2 separate regions of the Mus musculus genome follow, and region 1 is linked to region 2. Evidence: chromatin contacts called from public promoter capture Hi-C data. All regions are on one chromosome and are shown on one strand. The core of a region is the stretch at or near the end of the contact, and the rest is flanking DNA. Distances in the headings are between cores, read along the strand shown.

Region 1 (2,700 bases), core at 142-2,641, 1.5 Mb before region 2:
GGAGGCAGAGGATGGACAAACTTGGCTGCCATTCCTCAGACAGACAACCATCTTGGCTTTGCTCTTAACTCGCCAAGTGGGCTAGGCTGAGGAGTTGGTGAGCTTCAATGATCCCGTTGCCTACACCTCTCCAACACTGGCATTCCGAGTTTTATACCATTATACTTGGGCTTGTTTGTTTGTTCGTTTGTTTGTTTTTTTTTTTTTAATGTGGGTACTAGTAACCAAACTCAGGCCTTCGTGCCTGCTGCAAGGCACAAACTTACTAAGCCATCTCCCCAGACAGAGATTTTAATGTTATCTTACCTAGACCATGGGAATTGCTCTTTGGAAAATGCTAAGCCTTTAATAATCATTTAATCTTGAATATTCCTTCTCTTTATATAAGAAAATCTGTGCAGTGCAGTAACTACATGGCCCTTCAACTCAGACACCAATTCTGCTACTGCCAGCTGCGTGTCCTTCACCATCTCTATAACAGGCAGCCAAATAGAATCAATTGCATGGGATTGTGGGAAAAAATTTGTATGCTAGTTTCTATAAAGTACCTTATAGAAAATACTATATATAATTCTCAAAACCTCCATAGCTACATTACGTTTGCATTGCCATTGTCAGCAATGGCTAGTGTTTGCAACTTGGCTACTCATAAGAAGTTGTAATCCTCTATGCATACCTTCACTCCCTACCAATGACATCATTGCTAATGGCTCTCTGGTAGGGCCAGCCATTACAGCTGCTATCTGCTCCAAAGCTGACATACTATTCCTAAGTTTGCAGAGCATACTCTCGTTTTGGGACAAACTCTCAGACTTTCCAAAGTTCCCCCTCCCCCCCTCACTCTCCTTCCCCTTTTTCGGCTTTCCTGACCTGGCCAGTTGCTTCGCATTTCCCCTTCTGCCTTCCATCTACCTGCCTTGGACTACCTGGTCCTGTAACTCTGTCACTGACTGACTAAATGATCCTTAAACTTAGAAACTCCTCCAAGTATCGAACTCTAAGATATGATTTCCGCAGAGGGCAGAAATGGAATGTTTACATAATTTGAAGGAAAAGAGGAGGAGAAAAAAAAAAAAAAAACAACAAAAAAATCACGCTTAGCTTCTTTGGCAAGCAACCTAATAAAATAGTGAAATTTAAGAAGCCCTTTGGCTGAGAGAGCCCGGCTGCTCACACAGCAAGAAGAAGCCCTAGATCTGATGGCAAAGGTTGCGTTTTCTATCGTAAGCACACCTCTTTGCCAAGTGATTTCTCTGAAGCTGACAGAGGTTTGGCAACATCTCCACCTCTCCCAACCCCCACCCCTTTGCTGTATTGGCCGATAAGCTCAAGCCCTGTTTTATATTTAACTCGCTCCAGTTCAGAAGGGGCAGGCCTGGGGAGACGCTGTTTATATAGCGCTGAGCCAACATTCTCATCAGTCCTCCTCCTTCAAGTCAGCTTCTCTTCTGCGTCTCCATCCTACTCCTTGGTCTCCGCATTCATCCTGGAGTGGCCGGTGGGGACGAGCAGGACCGGGAAGAGGGAGAGGTGTGGGAAAGCGAAGCCAAGCTGCCAGGGATCGGACGCCTTCCAATTGAAAAGGGAAGTCAGCTGACAAGGAAAGTTAGTTAAATTTAACATCCTTTCATGTGTAACATCTGACTTCGGGGGAGAAAATGAACTTTGCAGAGGAAGAGCCCTCCAAGAAATACTGCATTAAAGGCAAACACGTGGCCATCATCTGTGGAGTAGTGGTGGCAGTTGGATTAATAGTGGGACTTTCTGTGGGTTTGACCAGGTCGTGTGAGCAGGACACAACCCCAGCTCCTTCCCAACCTCCTCCGGAAGCCAGCACTGCCCTCCCTCCTCAGGACCAGAATGTCTGCCCTGACAGTGAAGATGAAAGCGGAGAATGGAAAAACTTCAGGCTGCCTGACTTCATCAATCCAGTTCACTACGACCTGGAGGTGAAGGCCCTGATGGAGGAAGACAGGTACACGGGAATAGTGACCATCTCTGTCAACTTGAGCAAACCCACTCGTGACCTATGGCTCCACATCAGGGAGACCAAGATCACCAAGCTGCCGGAGCTAAGGAGGCCCTCTGGGGAGCAGGTACCAATTCGACGGTGCTTCGAGTATAAGAAGCAGGAGTACGTGGTGATCCAGGCTGCAGAAGACCTTGCGGCCACCAGTGGGGACAGTGTCTATCGGCTGACCATGGAGTTTAAAGGCTGGCTGAACGGTTCCCTTGTGGGTTTTTACAAAACCACCTACATGGAGGACGGGCAAATCAGGTATGTGCTGTGTGGTGCTGTGTGTGTTACTGTGTGTAGTGCAGAGCTGTGTTATGCTGTGTGTGGTGGGACGAGGTGTGATACAGTGTGGTGCTGTGCTGTGTTGTGTTGTGTTGTGTTGTGTTGTGTTGTGTTGTTTTGTTCTGTGTGCGGTGCGGTGCGGTGCTGAGCTGTATGTGCTACTATGTGCAGTGTGGTGCTGTGTTATGCTGTGTGTGGTGGGACGAGGTGTGATGCAGTGTGGTGCTGTGCTGTGTTGTTCTGTGTGCGGTGCAATACAGTGCTGTGTGGTGCTTCCTCTGAACCCAGTTTCTGCAGTGTTTATTTTTGCCTTTTCTCTTTGCTTCCCATCTCTTGTGTTTTGTGGGTCTGATCCCTATCTGCCCTTGCTTTCAATTCTGCTTGTTCATCTGAGAAGTAAG
Region 2 (2,700 bases), core at 117-2,616:
ATTATTATTATTGATTTCAGGTACTGGAAGAGAGGAGGAAAATGCAGTGACAATTTAGGAAACCATTAAGCCATTTCACTGGCATCCAATGAGCAGTGGGGCTTGTCCACTTGAATACCAAAGAGTCAAGTTCACTAAGTGCTAAGACTGAAATCATGGCTGGCCTTGATGCTAAGAACCAACAAAATGAGTAGTTGAAAGAATGTTTTCCTAGTAGTACTGTTTTCTTTTCTTTTTTTTTTTTCAATGTCACCATTTCACTCACACTAAAGTGGGTTAAAATTGTAATATATGGTATCAGTGGAGCATGTTATCCACAGAACTGGGCATTTGTGAAACAACTATGCCTTGGATCCAGTTGGGTTAGACAGGGTTTCATTACATAGACATGGCTGGCCAGGATCTGGCTCTGTAGATCAGGCCGGCCTCCAACTCCCAGGCATACTTCTGCCTTCTGCTTTTAAAGCTACCTGGTGTCTGAAAGGGGGTTTTTAGGGTGGCATTTGAGAACATGGACCTTTACCCCAGCCTTGCTCTTCTTAACTTGGAATTAGAATATTATATTTGAATTAGAAATGGCTTGTTCTCCCGAAAACCCAAGACCTTTTGCTGACTTCTTCTGGTTCTCCTCTTCTCCACCTGAAATTACTTTTAATTTAAAAAATAAAAAATAAAAATACAGGGTCTCACACAGTCCGGACTGACCTCCAACTTAATGTGTATCTGAGGTTGACTTTGAATTTATGACTCTGCTTCCATCTCTCAAGTGCTGTTGACTGCAGATTTTTCCACCACACTTCTACCAACCGAGCTACATGCCCAAGCTGGAACTTTTCGTTTTTAATAAAAGAAAATCCGCCTAGGAGTGCACAGTGTCTCTCCAGTCCGCTGGCAGTATAACGAGAATAAGCTGCTCCGCAAACGAGAATATTTTAAGAATTAAAACAAAACAAAACAAAATAAAACAAAAAGCCTCTTAGTGTGTTCTAAGTAACGGCAGTGAGTCCCTCCTCTCTGCCTCTAGCTCTGGTGCCATCCTGGAGCGCACTCGTTGGGTGACTTCCGACCCGCTGCTGCAGAAGGGGAGGCTCGTGCGCTCTAGGTACAAAGTTCGAAGGCTAAGCTTGCGCTCGAGCATGCGCTGCATGATCCCCACTGCTTGACAGCGGGCGACGAAGGCGCCAGAAGTGGCGTAGAGAGAGAGAGAGAGAGAGAGAGCAGATCCCCGTCTAGGATCAGGTTCAGCACACAGCACCTACAACCGAGAACAGCGCCTCCTGCCCGGCGCTGCCAGCCAAGCCGGAATCCAGCGGAAATGACGCCCGCGCCAGCCGCCGGAAGCGGTAGCCGCCAGAAACGTGTCCAATGGGAGCCCGGGAGCGGCAGGGGGCGTGGCGGCGCGGGCCTCCCGCGGCTGCCGGGGCGGTGACGGGCGCGGGCGGCCGGGCGGGTGGCGAGCGGGCCATGCGGACGGCTGGAGACCCGGGACCCCACGGCCCTGCGCTCGTCCCTCGCGCCGCGGTAGCCCGGAGCCCGCGGGCCTAGCGGCGGCCTTTGTTCCCGGCGTCGCCGTCTGCCGAGCTCCGGCCGGCGCGGATGCAGCTGCTCCGCCTGGGCTCGCGCTCGGGGCAGGAGGAGGAGCGGCGGCTCCGGGCGGCATGCGATGGGGAACTGCTGCTGGACGCAATGCTTCGGGCTGCTCCGCCGGGAAGCGGGTCGGCTGCAGCGAGCGGGCGGAGGGTAAGCGGCAGCGCAGGCCCGGGATGCCCGGGATGCGCGGCCGGGGATCGGCGGTGGTGGTGGTGCCCGCCGCCCCCGTGCAGGCTCCCTGTCCCTGAGGACTTACCTCGGGAGGTACGATCTCCTGTAAGCACCCGGCACTGCCTCCTGGACACACCCTGCTTTGACTTAACGCCAAAGCTTCTGTCTCTGTGTTTGGTCTTCCTTTTGGGCCTTGACAGAACAGGTGAAAATCTGGCCCCAAGGTTGATGCCCCAGGTGCATTTTAAATAGAAGTCACTTCTGCTCCAGGCTCTGGTGAACTCTTAGGTAAAGAGCTGCAGGATCGCAGTGCACACTGGCCATTGAAGCGACTGGTGCGGCTGTATGCGAATCCTTTCATAGCAATAACTTAGAATTTTGGAGAGGAATACCATGCTGTGATTGCTACCCTTATGCTCGATAATCTAACCAAAATGTCACCGAGCAGCACGTCTCTTGTGAGGAAAGTGGGATATGCTTCAGATTTTTCTATCCAATAGCAAAATTGTGTGATTACTGTTGTACCTTTATTTCCTAGAATAGTGAAAAAACAAAACAAAACAAAAAACCCGGGGGCACATAGCATTGATGTTGATTTTATTATTCCTAAGCATTTTTCGGGAATTAAAACCTAGAATCAAAAAATCTAAGCCAGCCAATCTAACTAAAGAACATATCTGTTTTGAACTTTCTTAAGCATGGTGCCCAATTTTCAGCCAATAGCTTTGTATTGGGAAGCTTTCAGCCCACACAAACTGGAACCAAGTGATTTGTAATTCGAATCTTTGGGTCATGAGTGCATTATAAAATGATTCACTAATTAAGCAGTGTGTCAAAGTAGTGAAGGTGTTACTCTATGCGTCCCTAGAATGGGAGGGGATGGACTTAAAACATTTCTACTTAGTTTGGTATTTTGATTTTCCTGATTTCTGTACTTTA

The links. Promoter capture Hi-C pulls out the DNA fragments that hold promoters and counts their contacts.
Region 1: a promoter capture Hi-C map of liver shows a contact between it and region 2, with 6 times the contacts expected there. The contact joins the promoter of Enpep here to the promoter of Ap1ar in region 2. A contact is called at or near these places in 6 of 39 promoter capture datasets (the C10 cell line, hippocampal neurons, liver and 2 more) and 3 of 115 datasets of contacts at active chromatin or transcription factors (extraembryonic endoderm stem cells, large pre-B cells and pro-B cells).

Annotation. Positions count from the first base shown.
Region 1 is chr3:129,331,440-129,334,139 of GRCm38.p6, reverse strand. It overlaps Enpep (glutamyl aminopeptidase), which reads left to right and starts at 1,391. Exons shown (of 20, transcript NM_007934.3): 1 at 1,391-2,278. The coding sequence starts at 1,659.
Region 2 is chr3:127,836,189-127,838,888 of GRCm38.p6, reverse strand. Ap1ar (adaptor-related protein complex 1 associated regulatory protein) reads left to right here and starts at 1,366. Exons shown (of 10, transcript NM_145964.3): 1 at 1,366-1,740. The coding sequence starts at 1,664. Gm43653 (a long non-coding RNA gene) reads right to left here and starts at 1,392. Exons shown (of 2, transcript XR_003954551.1): 1 at 706-1,392; 2 at 1-23.